Regions from separate parts of the Macaca mulatta genome. Here region 1 is linked to region 2. The links are chromatin contacts, called in public Hi-C maps. All regions are on one chromosome and are shown on one strand. The core of a region is the stretch at or near the end of the contact, and the rest is flanking DNA. Distances in the headings are between cores, read along the strand shown. Region 1 holds the start of ENOPH1 (enolase-phosphatase 1). Region 2 holds the start of LIN54 (lin-54 DREAM MuvB core complex component).

What was found. A called contact is a pair of places that touch in the nucleus more often than the background predicts.
Region 1: a contact with region 2 is called in a Hi-C map of fetal cortical plate, with 3 times the contacts expected there. The contact joins the promoter of ENOPH1 here to the promoter of LIN54 in region 2. A contact is called at or near these places in 2 of 14 Hi-C or Micro-C datasets (fetal cortex germinal zone and fetal cortical plate).

What each region holds. Positions count from the first base shown.
Region 1 is chr5:51,379,378-51,385,620 of T2T-MMU8v2.0, reverse strand. ENOPH1 (enolase-phosphatase 1) reads left to right here and starts at 4,314. Exons shown (of 6, transcript XM_078003452.1): 1 at 4,314-4,618. The coding sequence starts at 4,535. HNRNPDL (heterogeneous nuclear ribonucleoprotein D like) reads right to left here and starts at 3,920. Exons shown (of 8, transcript NM_001260709.1): 1 at 2,953-3,920; 2 at 1,987-2,155; 3 at 1,727-1,888; 4 at 1,123-1,254; 5 at 841-955; 6 at 125-295. The coding sequence starts at 3,395.
Region 2 is chr5:50,759,283-50,765,506 of T2T-MMU8v2.0, reverse strand. LIN54 (lin-54 DREAM MuvB core complex component) reads right to left here and starts at 4,260. Exons shown (of 11, transcript XM_028848456.2): 1 at 4,111-4,260.

The sequences.
Region 1 (6,243 bases), core at 3,065-5,564, 620 kb before region 2:
TGTAACATGCCTCAAACACTTAACTCCAAACAGAAAGCCCGTACACACAATTTCAGAACAGGATTGTATGTTAACAATGAATTTTAATACCACTGGTTTATAAAATTAAGTTAAATATTCTTACCACTGTAGTCTGCATATCCCTGTCCATATCCATAGTTCCCATAGTTATACCCAGTATAATCATATCCGCCATAGCCACTATAGTTTTGATCACCACCATAGGCACTATTGTAATTTCCATATCCTTGATCATAATAGTTATTAAATCCTTGGTTCCAGTTTTGGCCCTGACCTGAAACAATGCACAATGATCGTTAGGAAACAACTTCTGACCCCCAATTCTAACATAAAATGATGCGTTCTTGTCTCTCACTCTGCAAATCTTAAAGGGCAGAATGGACATATATAGCGCTATCTGCTTGAAAAACTATTCTTCCAGCTGTTATTAAAAAAGGGGGGCAGAAAGTCCAATTGTGCCAGTATCAAACTTCCTAAATTTAATGGAAAATCATTCAATTTTCCATTAAAGCTGAAGACAGGTATACTGTTCTGTTTAAAACAAGGACTCCTGCCCAAGAAAACCTATCACGCCATGGCGCATCATGTAATGGTACACTTTTCCTGTCAGTGATGACACTAATTGTCAAAGTGGCCATACTTTTAACAGTTTTTTGAAACCAGTGAGCTCACAACAAAAACCACCACACACAACCCCCACTAAGCTGAACATTTTCCTCCCGCTGGAATTGTTTTAAGTTTTAGTTTCGTACAGGACTACTCATATTTAGCAGTATACAGCTTAAACCATGGAGTCATATTCCAAGAATTAAGTCTCACCTCGGCCACGACCCCTCGTACCACCTCGGCCACCAGCCGCAGCACCTCTTCCACCTTTTTGTTGTTGCTGTTGCTGCCTATATACCTCTTTGGGTTGTGCAACTTTGATTTCACACTATAAACAAATTAAAAAACACGAAAATAGAATTTTTACTCAAGTTCTAAAATTTAATCATTTTATTTTTCTCAAACACATTGAGAAATTTCAAAAACTAAAAGATAAAAAAATAAAGAAAAAAGAAATCCTTAAAATTTTCATTTAAAGTACTTAAATGGCTTTACCTTCCCAGAACCAATTTGATGGTATCTGCTTTCTAACAATTTTTTTACTGGCTCTTCATCGGTGTATGTGATAAAACAAAATCCTCTTCTCTCATTTGTTTTTGTATCCATGGGAAGTTCAATATTTTCAATCTGAAATCGAGATGCACACTCAAGGTCATCCCATAATTGTAAAATGCTACCAGAGTGTCAGAATGCCACAGGTACTTTTCAGGCTTCAACTTAAACATGTTATTCTTATCAGGTGACTTCTATACAGACATCACTGCTTTATGATCAACATCAGCCTTCAGTGATTTGTTGTATATTTGAAGCATTGAGAGAAAAGTAAAACATCCTTTAATATTATTTTGTACCCCAAAGATGCCACTAACTAACAAGTCCAAACACCGACCACATTTAAGTGCCCATGTTTTGGCTAAATTAAGATAGTTGGGTTTCCATCAGAGCAGCAATCAAATCAAGGTACAGTCCCTGGAAGCGACTTGAGCAGTCATTTAATCCTACCCTCACACGAAACATGAATCTGCCCTGTATAAATCGGACCAGGATTAAACATTTTATAAACACATCAAGCTTAACATGTGTAAACATAATCACACACCTCTCCAAAGGCTCCAAAATATTCTTTAATTTGTTCTTCAGAAGTATCCGGGCTCAATCCACCCACAAAAACCTTTTTGGGGGGTTCTTTCCCTTTTAAAGCTTTGGCCCTTTTGGGATCTATCAATTTGCCATCCAGTTTGTGTTCTTTCAGTTCCAAAACCTACAAGACAGATTTATTTAATCTGACAGCAGCATATAACCCCCAGAAAAATGTGCAAAACACTACAAAAGCAGCACAATGCAAAACACAGTTCCTACCTTATCAACACTAGCAGCATCTTTGAAAAGCACAAATCCAAATCCTCTTGATCTCCCAGTGACTGGATCTGTTTTAATTGTGCAGTCTACAACTTCCCCAAATCGAGACAAATACTCTGTCAGATCTTTTTTGCTTGTATCCCAGCTCAAGCCTCCAATAAACATTTTACTAGAAATAAAAGGTTTTTTAAAAAATTAACAGTAACTCAAATGGTCCTTCAGTTCTGGAATTAAATCGTAGAATAAAAACAGGAACATTTATCCCCTAAGTGTAAGCAATTTAATCCATGTTTACATTTAATCTATTTCACACAAAAATCCCAATATCCCAACAAAGTTACTCAAACCAGCGGACAGCTCGCTCTCCGCACTACATAAAGCAAAACTCAAAGGAGACCAATAAAATATAGTAAAGGTTCTGCCCAGATTGCTTCAGCTACAAGGCCCAACTTCCTAGATGAATCCCTCACATCTTATCTTAGGTCCATCCTCGTCCTCAGCTGTCAAGCCAACGTTCCACCCAGAGAACTCATCAATCATAATACGTTTTGTGAATCTGGGTACCAGTCGCCTGCTTGTGCCCGAACTCAGAGTCCTCTAAAACTCTTCCCAGGAAAACCGCGCCGAGTGGTAACAGACACACAATGAAGAGGCGTCGGCAGCTGCAGCGAGCGGCGCTGGGAGGCCGGCCCCTCCCCCCCGGGTCCCACGCGGCGCCTGCGCGCTCGGGACAGAGACGCCGCCGCCCTCCTCCTCCAACCCCTCCGCCCTTCCCCCACTCTTCCCGGGTCTCTCCAGTCACCCCCTCGATCTCTTACTTTCCTCTTCCCTCCAAGCTAGTGGGGCCCAGAGGGCACGCGGGGAATCGACTCTGAGAAAGAATGGGGGCAGCGCGCGGCTCACGAGGGACGAAGGGCGCGTGCGGCGCGCTGGGGGAGGGGGAGCGGGGGAAGAAGCGTGCGGTACCCGTCATCCTGCTGATTCTTGCTCGCGTTTATCTTGGATCCCTCTGCGAATTCTTCTATGTTGCTGTACTCGTTCATATCCTCCATAGTGGCGGAGCTGTTGGCAGGGGGGTGCTGGCGCGCAGTCCGGGTCGCGGCAGCAGCGGCGGCGGAGCGTTGTATGGAGCTGGATTTAAAATGGCGGCGGAAGAGATCCGGGCGCCGCCTGCGCCCTCCCTTTATAGTCGCCCCGCCCGCCAATCGGGAGGGCTGCTGGGCGGTGACGTGGCGCTGGGCCCGGCGCGCCCCCTGCCGGGCGGAGCTGGGAGCGAGTGAAGGGAGGAGCGGGGCTAGCTGCCGCGGCGCCCGCGGCCGCCAATGGGAGAGGCTGCGGGAGGCTAAAGTAGCGGGAGCGGAGGGGAACAATGGCGGCGGCACATGGGAAAGCCGGGGCGGGACCTCCATCGCGGCCCTCCCGGCAAGGAGAGAGGCCACGCGTGAGGGGACGCGGGCTTGGGAGAAGAGAAGAATCAGAAGAGAAAAACGAAGGGGCGTAAAGTCCTGGGGTCAGCAGTCCCGAACAGAGCCGACGCAAGGCCACAGTCCCTCTTGCCTTGGGAGCCTTTGTCTCTGGCGTCCGGTCCAGCCCACTCCTACCAAAGAGCCGTGAACCCCGCCTTTTTCTGCCCTCGGTTCGCCAGTGCGGAGCCGCTGCGGCGGCCGCTGCTACCGACTAGCACCGCGGCCGGGCTACTCCGGAAAAAGGCGGACTGCGCCCGGCGCTGGCGACTGAGGCGGCGAGCGCGCTCGCCCGCCGCGCGCACGCGTGTTTTGTCCTCGAGCTGGCAGGAACCAGCCGAACAGGAAGCGGGCGCGCGACGGCCCCTCCGGACAGCGCAGCGCGGGCGTCTCTTCCGCTGTGGCCACGGGCGCGCGGGCCGAGGGGGCGCAGCGAGGCCTCCTGGCTGATCGGCCGAAGCCCGAGCCCCGCGCGGCCTCTCTGGCAGGCTGAGGCCGGGAGGAGGGGCGGAGGCTGGCCAGATGACTGTATCTATGCAAGGACGGAGGCGGTGGGCGGGGAGGGGGCTGGATGCAGTAGAGGGCAAGGGGCACTCACATCCCCGGCGCGCCACTCGCGGGGCTCCCTTCTGCACGTGCCCCGGGCCTCTCCCGCTCGCTCAACCTGTCTGCGGAGGGCGCGCTCTCGCGCATCCTGCTCCCGCGTTCGCTTCTTTGTTCCCGCCCACGCGAGGCCCATTTTGACGGATCGCGTTCGAGGCCCGACGGCGACCAATTGGCGCTGGGCTTTCGCACCCCGCCCCGCCGAACCCAGCACGGCCCGCCCCTTTTCCTGCCCACGTGGTCTCGGGCTCCTGCCCCGTCCTGCTCACGAGTTCAGGGGCTCCTGGGCGGCCGCCTTTTCCAGTGCCAGGTGTGCAGAGGTGTTCTCTTCCCTACGCGCGGCGGGCTGCACTTGGTCGCTGACTCCAAGATCGCGCGGGGCCGTCGGAAGCCCAGGACGGTACCGGGGGCAGCAGCCGCAGCCGGCGCCGCCCTCCACCCTCCCCGACTGCAGGCCGAGTCCCGTAGCATCCGGAAGGGAAATGGTCGTGCTTTCGGTCCCCGCCGAAGTCACCGTGATCCTGTTAGATATCGAAGGTACCACAACCCCGATTGCTTTCGTGAAGGTGAGGGGCGGAAGGGAGCGGGGATGTTACTTCTCCTTAAAAACAGTTATTATTTTTTTCTAAGTATTGCAGGCCTTGCATTAGAGACGAGGGTTAGGAGAGGCGCTGTGGCTTTGCCTCTTCTGTGGAATGGGGAGGGAGGAGAGAAAGCCTGCGGCGGGTGGCGGGGATGCTTTTCCTCGCGGCACTAGCTTCTCCCTCCCCCGCCCTTGGGCTTGGTTGGATCCAGATGGGTGGGAAGGGATGGAAGTTGAAGCTAAAAATCGCCGAAGGGCAGGTAAGCCGGGGCGGGGTGTGACCGTGTGGGCCTCCCTACCCGGCAGGTGTGCACCCGGTCGCTTCCGCCGGTGAGCGCAGCCTTTCTGCTCCGTCGGGCCTGGTGTGGCAGCGGCAGCGATTTAATGGTCCTTGAAGCTTCTAATCTCAAAATGGAAAGACTGAAGTGTCAAGAGGAGTCTTCAGGTGGCCCTGGTGTCGGGCAATCAAGGTTCCTCTTTGCCCCTTCCCACTCTTGCTGTTAGTGGCCAAACTGCACGCTGTATTACTTTACTCTGTTAGGCTCTGTGGTCCACAGCGCTGATTTTTTTTGAGCGATAGGACACGTTTAGATTCCGTTCACTTTCCTCAGAAAACCGTAGAAGCTTGAAGCTCTTATCCAGAGCGTTCCTTCTAGGATGTCATTGTGAACCAGCACTTGTCTGCACCTCAGCTTACAACTTAGCGGATTCCTTCTTTATTCTTTGTCTGTTAGAATAAGTAAATATGAAATGTTACTTTAATTTTTGAAAGAATTCCTCAGGCCTTGTCTTTTTATTTGGCTCCCTGAGGTTTAAGAATTCATTGCAGGCCGGGTGCGGTGGCTCACACCGGTAATCCCAGCACTTTGGAAGACTGAGGCGAGCGGATCACGAGGTCAGGAGATCGAGACCATCCTGGCTAACACGGTGAAACTCAGTCTCTACTAAAAATACAAAAAATTAGCCGGGCGTGGTGGTGGACGCCTGTAGTCCCAGCTACTCGGGAGGCTGAGGCAGGAGAATGGGTGAACCCGGGAGGCGGAGCTTGCAGTGAGCTGAGTTAGAGCCACTGCACTCCAGTCTGGGCAACAGAGCAAGACTACGTGTCAAAAAAAAGAAAAAAAGAAAAAAAAAGAATTCATTGTAGATACAAGTACTTCTTCTTAGAGGTGCTTGCATACACAATCATAGTCGAGATATACAAAGTATATTACAAAGTAGGAAAAATCCATTTTCCAAGAAACCGAGCAGCTTGGGTTTTAAATTCTATTTTAGTTTACATTTTAAAAAAATTACCTGTGAATGAGGCTTTTTTTTTTTTTCTTTGAGACAGTCTCACTCTGTTGCCCAGGCTGGAGTGGAGTGGAGTGCAGTGGTGCAGTCACAGCTAACTGCAGCCTCGACCTCGCTGGGCTTAGGGCATCCTCCTGCCCCAGCCGCTGGAGTAGTTGGGACGGAAGGGAGAGCCACCATGCCTGGCTAATTTTGTATTTTTTGTAGAGACGGGGTTTTGCCATGTTGCCCAGGCTAGTCTGGAATTCTTGGCCTCCCAAAGTGCCAGGATTACAGGCATGAGCTAAGGCGCCTGGCCTGAATGAGTTTCTTGAT
Region 2 (6,224 bases), core at 3,011-5,510:
GAAATAAAAAAAAAAAAAGAAAAAGTAGTGAAAATCTATAATACTCTTCCCCCCAAAAATGAACACTGGACTATCTCTGGTGGTATAATTCTTGCTTCATTTCTTTCTAACACATTTTTAATTATTAATACACAATTGTTCTAACCAGGACAATATGAAAACTGGTCTTTAAAGACAATCACAAAGAATCACAAAGAGACAATAGCCCTCTGTGATTAAAAGAAAGTCAATGAAAAAGCTTTTTAATCCCCCTATTTTAATTACTTTTAAAATTCTTAGTCTTGCTACTAAGTCAGCAGCTATAAGGCATGGGTTAAATAACTGCAACATAAAAACTGTAATTTTAAAAAGACAAAACCAAATACCTACTGAATAATACAGCATCAGACAAATTATTTTTAAAAAATAATCATTATCATTATCATTAAATCTTCTGAGTACCTCTCAGGTATTTGTCCTAAAAAATTTTTTGGGTCTCTTATTCTTCTAGTAAGTGAAAGCCAGACATCCAAACTATACACATCCATTCACACAAAATTTTTCCCCTCTAAGTACACTACAAAATTTGTGATAAATGACACACTATGGCATAGTGTGTTCACATATACTCTCTGTAGACAATTTGAATAAGGAAATAATATCACATATACTCTCTGAAGACAATTTGAATAAGGAAATTTAGGGCTAATCATAAACATTACCCATGGGCATTCCTCAAATACTAATCTCTCTGTTCATTATACACTCAATGTCATTGACTCAAAAAAGCTTGGGGAAAAGCATAGGGTCCAAATTAACAAACAAAAATTTTTTTGCCCAGCCTAAACATTTGTTTCACATATAACTTTTCCATAACACTAGTGTTGTGTGCAAGGACACCGACTCCTTAGGGATCTTTCAGCATAACCTAAAACTTACATGGGTCTTTAGATAACCTAATAAAACAGTGGCTGTTATAGTCAATCAATACAGCTCTCTAAACAAAGGGCTAGGCTAAACACTCCAGCATTTAGAAATAACAGAGGTCTCAATTTATCTTTACCAACTTAATGTACTCACAACAAATGCTTGCGTCACGCCATCACAACTCTCCCTAACAATGAAGGTAAAACTCAGGACCAAAAGAGAGCTCCTAAAGCTGTATTTCATTTGCATTATAAAATCTACCGCAAAATTTTTCATAACTTTACTCTCTGAATTCATGAACTAGAGTGGCGGGGGCAGGAGGGTGGGTATAGAGAAGAACTTCCCTGAAAAGCATGGGTATAAAATATGACTGACAGTATCTCAATTGTTATTTGCCAAATGGCAGGGGCAAAGAGGTTACTCTATGGATAACAGAGCATTAAAAATTTTTTTTCTAATTCTTACAAAACTGGTCCCTATTCTATAAAATGTGAACATCCACACCCCAACAAGTTACAGACTAGGATCTAAGACACAGACCTTAAATGCAGAATAAAATGCCAATGCTCTGCCTCCCTAAAGAAACATACAACCCCAAGAACTGCTGAACACCATCAAAGCAACACCCGCCAGAGTGGCTGTTTTAAAAATTGTATCAGGAAATCATGCTAAGTGCTAGCGGTTCCTCTAGGCCTCAGCAGCAGCCTTAGGTATAAGAGCAAACTGGAGCCCTCTTAACACTCAAAGAATAATGTTGATGTCATGACGAGGCTACTGATTCTTCGCACTCCGGACAAGTCATTCCTTGATCCACAGCGCAGTTCTTTCCCCACCCACCCCCATCCCCCCAAATAAAGAGATCTCCAGACAGAGAAGCCCTCGGGTACCCCCTCCTCCTCTACCTCCAGCGGCTGCCGCTTTCTCCTCCCTCGGGCTCCGAGGTGGGGGCTCCAGAAGGTCCTGGGCAATCCCGAGCCCCGGCGGGGCTTGTTTTGCCCGTGCACGATAGCTCTGGCCAACAGCTTCCTTTCCCAGTTTGTCCAAACTGGAGCGCTTCAGGGTACCCGGGGCCCGAGAAGGGAGCCGGGGTGGCGACGTCGCCGCCGCCGCCGCCTCTGGTATGTCAGGGGCCGGGATTGTATTTCGAAAGATCCGCCATTTTCACCTCGTCATCACCATCACAGCTCAGCAGCTTCCCCGACAGCCGGAGCCCGGGCCGCCGCCGCCGCCGCCGCCACCACCAGTAACCTCCCCCTTCCTCCTCCCCTCCCCGCCCGCCCCTCCCGGGAGGCGCACACCCACATATCCGGGGAAGCCTCCCGCCGCCCCGCCAACCTTCAAACGCACAAGGGCCGTGCAAGTGCACACCGGCTACGCCGAGACCTTTCACCCCCGGGCGGAGCACGGGCCCCCGCAGGGACGCCAAAGGAAGTCGCGCCACCTGCGGGGTCCCAAGTCCGGCATATTTTTGTTTGCAAGACCAAAAGCCATGCGGAGGGTGGCATAAGGACAATAAAGAACCCAAACTCTTTTATTTTCAGAGCAGCAACTTGAGAGAGATGGTGGAATGCGTTTTATTCACTGTGGCTATCTCAGGTACCAAAAACACTGTGAAGACCCTTAATGTCATTCACCAACTTTGACATTTTACCCCACCTGCGGAACTACTTTGACAGGATGAGCTATTTCCATATGCATGTTCGACCTTTGACACCTTTGTCAATTACAGGCAGCACTCCTCATGCAGGTGAGCTGGTCAAAACACTTCATTTTAAAAAATAAAGTTCTGAGCTGTCTTCCTCTCCAACTTAATTTTATCTGGTCATTTCTGTCCATGAACACTGTGACTTCCAATCTGTCATCGGTTTAAGACGTCAAAGCGCAACTAGATTTAAAATGTATTGAACTAATTGTAGAAACATTCATGAATGATCAATTTCTAAAATATTGAAAATATAACTCTAAGCTAAAAGTATTTGCCAAATGTTTTTAGGATCTAAGTCATCAAATTAAAAAAAAAAAAACCATCTGCTGCTGATATATTTGTTCAATACAGTGAAAATAAACAGCTTGCTTCAGAACAAGACCCTAGAGTTACCTACTAGGTAAGTGAGAGTTAACAGCTCCTGTCATCAGTCAGTTGAATAAGTAACCAAAAGAGAACAGAGATAATTCTTAATCATTTAAAAAATAACAAAACATAAGCTGCAAGGCTTCTTCTGAGACCAACACTTAAAAAAAAAAAAAAAAAGGAAACTGGCTGCCTTTGTCAATTTCAAAAAGAGTTAACCAACCAAAAACTTAATTCTTTATCATTCAACTACAATATAAGCTCTGGGCAAACTGAATTTCAAGGCTGCGAACAGGGCCACTCTACTGTCTAAGTTAGTGTAAGAAGATTAAGGTTGAAGTTGAAAAAGTCATTTCATTTCCCTACCTTGTTTCAATGGCAACTCCATATAAAAGTCGGTAGATTCAGCCTTCAACAAGGGCTGTCTACCACCCACCCCAATTGCTGTTTTTATATGCAGACTGCCAGATGCTGAGAGTGTAAAGTGTTATCAGTTACTTCATCTTTAAACTTCATTTCCCTACTGACGGCCCCGTCCATCCGCACTCTGCTTGGTTGTTTACCGTTGCTGTCCAAGCTAAGTCCCGGCCCGCTCCCTTCCCCCGTGCACCTCGGGAACATTATGACATTTGGCTGGTGGGCTTCGCGAGGAAAACGGACACGCACGAACAAGAGCCTATACAAAGGGGCATAGGAAGAACGCGGCGGCGGGCAGTAGGGAGAGGAGGGACTGGCACAAAATGACACAGCAGCAAAACCGGTTCCCAGAAACCCGGGGCAGCCACGGCCGGCTTGTTGGGTCGCGCAGTGTGCGTGTCAACAGCCGCGGGAGCCCTTCCTCCAGACCGCCAGGCAGGCGGCTGGCCGAGCGCTGGCCCTGCCGGGTGACAGCCACCCTCCCGGGAGCCGGCGGGAAGAGACGGAGCCCCGAGGATCCTCCGCCCCCCGCAGCCCAGGGAAGGGGCGCGGCTGACCCCGCTGGCGGGTTCCCGCTCCCCGCCAAGGCCCACCGGCCCGGGCTCCCGGAGGGAGCGGTCCAGCGCTCTCCGCCCGCGCAGCCACTCGCAGCGGGGGCCGGTTCCCCCTTCCCGCCCGCCCGCCCAGTAGCCCCCATCCCGGCGGCTGACACTCACCAAAGCCGGCGGCGCCGCCGCCTCCTAGTCGCGCGGCGCTCCCTGGGCTCCCAGCAGCAGCGGCGGCGGCGGCGCCTCCGAGACACAGACCAGGGTTTGTTCAAAATCACGCGCCCAGCGCCATTCCACCGCCGCATCCCATAATACGCCGGGCCCTCCCCGCCCGCGCGCCCCTCTCTGCCCGCCCCTGCGCTCAGCACCCCGCCCCACGGCCGGCTTCCTTCGCTCCGCCTCTTCCGCGGTGCCTCGCCCCTCCTCTTGGCAACCCGAGCCCGCGTTATTCCGCCCGGCTCCGCCGGGGCGCTACAGCTCCACGTGACTCCGAGTGGCGCCCGGTCAAAGTGATCGCACGGAATGTTCCATCCCACTGAAGCTGGTGGGGGGAGGACCCGCATCGCGCTGCTGTTGGGAAAGACCGTCCCTTCGTCTAGCTTTCCTTGTTAGGAAGTGTGAGCTGTAGGTGCGACTTCCAGGATATCCCGCTGTTTGATGTGCTTGAGTGAGGAGGTGATCAGTAGTCACAAATGCCAAGTCACTGTGTTTTTAGGCACTAATTTTGCAGGGGTCGCTAAAAAGCCCCAGGGAGATCATTGAGAGTTAAACTTATTTTGAAAGAGACCTTTTGTTTTTTTCTTGCAACACACAGCTAAGACTAACACAGTCAAAATTATTTGTATTTAATCACCTTTTATTTTTTCCCGCGATTTATATGATATCCAAATACGGAGTCGGATGACCAGACGCTGAGAGATCATTCTGAGGGGAAAAAGAAAAAATATTCTGAGAGATTATTAACTGCTGTGTGTGAGACAAGCACTACAGATATGAAAAAATAGAAAATACAAGAGTGTAAATGTAAGATGGTGCGGTACAGTGTATAATTTGCTAATGGAGCACGGAGGACATACAGGTCAGCATCAGAGACTACCTAGGGAACACAATGGAGGAGGTGAAACTAGTGGAGGCAGCAATCACTTTGGAATCAAGCGGTACTGGTATTTAGTGGCACCTCCGTTTATTAGTGTATAACGTTTATTTTCCTATCCAGCAAATAAAAATAACAAAACTTCCCAGAATTCTGATGATTAAATAAAATGAAGGGTGCTAAGCAGGTACACTGTCTCTGCCTAAAATGTTAGTTCCCTTGTGCCATAATCAACACCCAGTACCAGCCCAAACACTAATAGTCAGGATTTAACAAGGCAGATGTCATGAAATTAGCAAAGCCTTGAAAATGGTAAGGTCTGTGACATGTGCAAGGAATGTGATAAAGTTGAAAGACACAAAGGCTTTGTTGGAGATCAGCATTGTGAGCCCACTTTATGAGGAACCTTGAGAGCTAGTGTGAGAAATCCTCATGGTAAAATGATTGATGGTACTGTTGGCGCACCACTGGAAGGAAGAAGAGAGTGCGATGGGGTACCCAAAACTGGCTAGATTTTAGAGAGACCAAACAAATCTCAAAAAAGGGAGACCCTTTCCCAGTTTATTCCACAAGGCAGCATAACTCTCATACTAAAACCCAAGACAAACAGTGCCCAAAAAAGAGAAGGGAAACTTCCTTTCTCACTATGATTTTGTTATGAAGGGAAAATTGATTATTTAGATGTTATTGATCTGGTGCTGTGGCTCACACCTGTAATCGCAGGACTCTGGGAGACCGAAGCAGGAGGATGGGTTGAGGCCAGGAGTTTGAGACCAGCCTGGGCAACGTAGTGAGATTCCATCTCTACAAAATAATTTTTTTTTAAATAAAAAGAATTAAGATATTATCAGACCAGGCGCAGTGGCTCACACCTGTAATCCCAGCGCTTTGGGAGGCTGAGGCAGGTGGATCACCTGAGGTCAGGAGTTTGAGACCAGCCTGGCCAACATGGGGAAACCCTGCCTCTACTAAAAATACAAAAATTAGCCGGGCATGGTGGAATGCGCCTGTAGTACCAGCTACTCAGGAGGCTGAGGCAGGAGAATCACTTGAACCCGAGAAGCAGAGTTTGCAGTGAGCCGAGGTCATACCAGTGCACTCCAGCCTGGGTAACAGAGTGAGACTCTCAAAAAAAAAAAAAAGTTATCAAATTCCAGCAATGTGGTAGTAAAAAGAATTTACAAGCCGG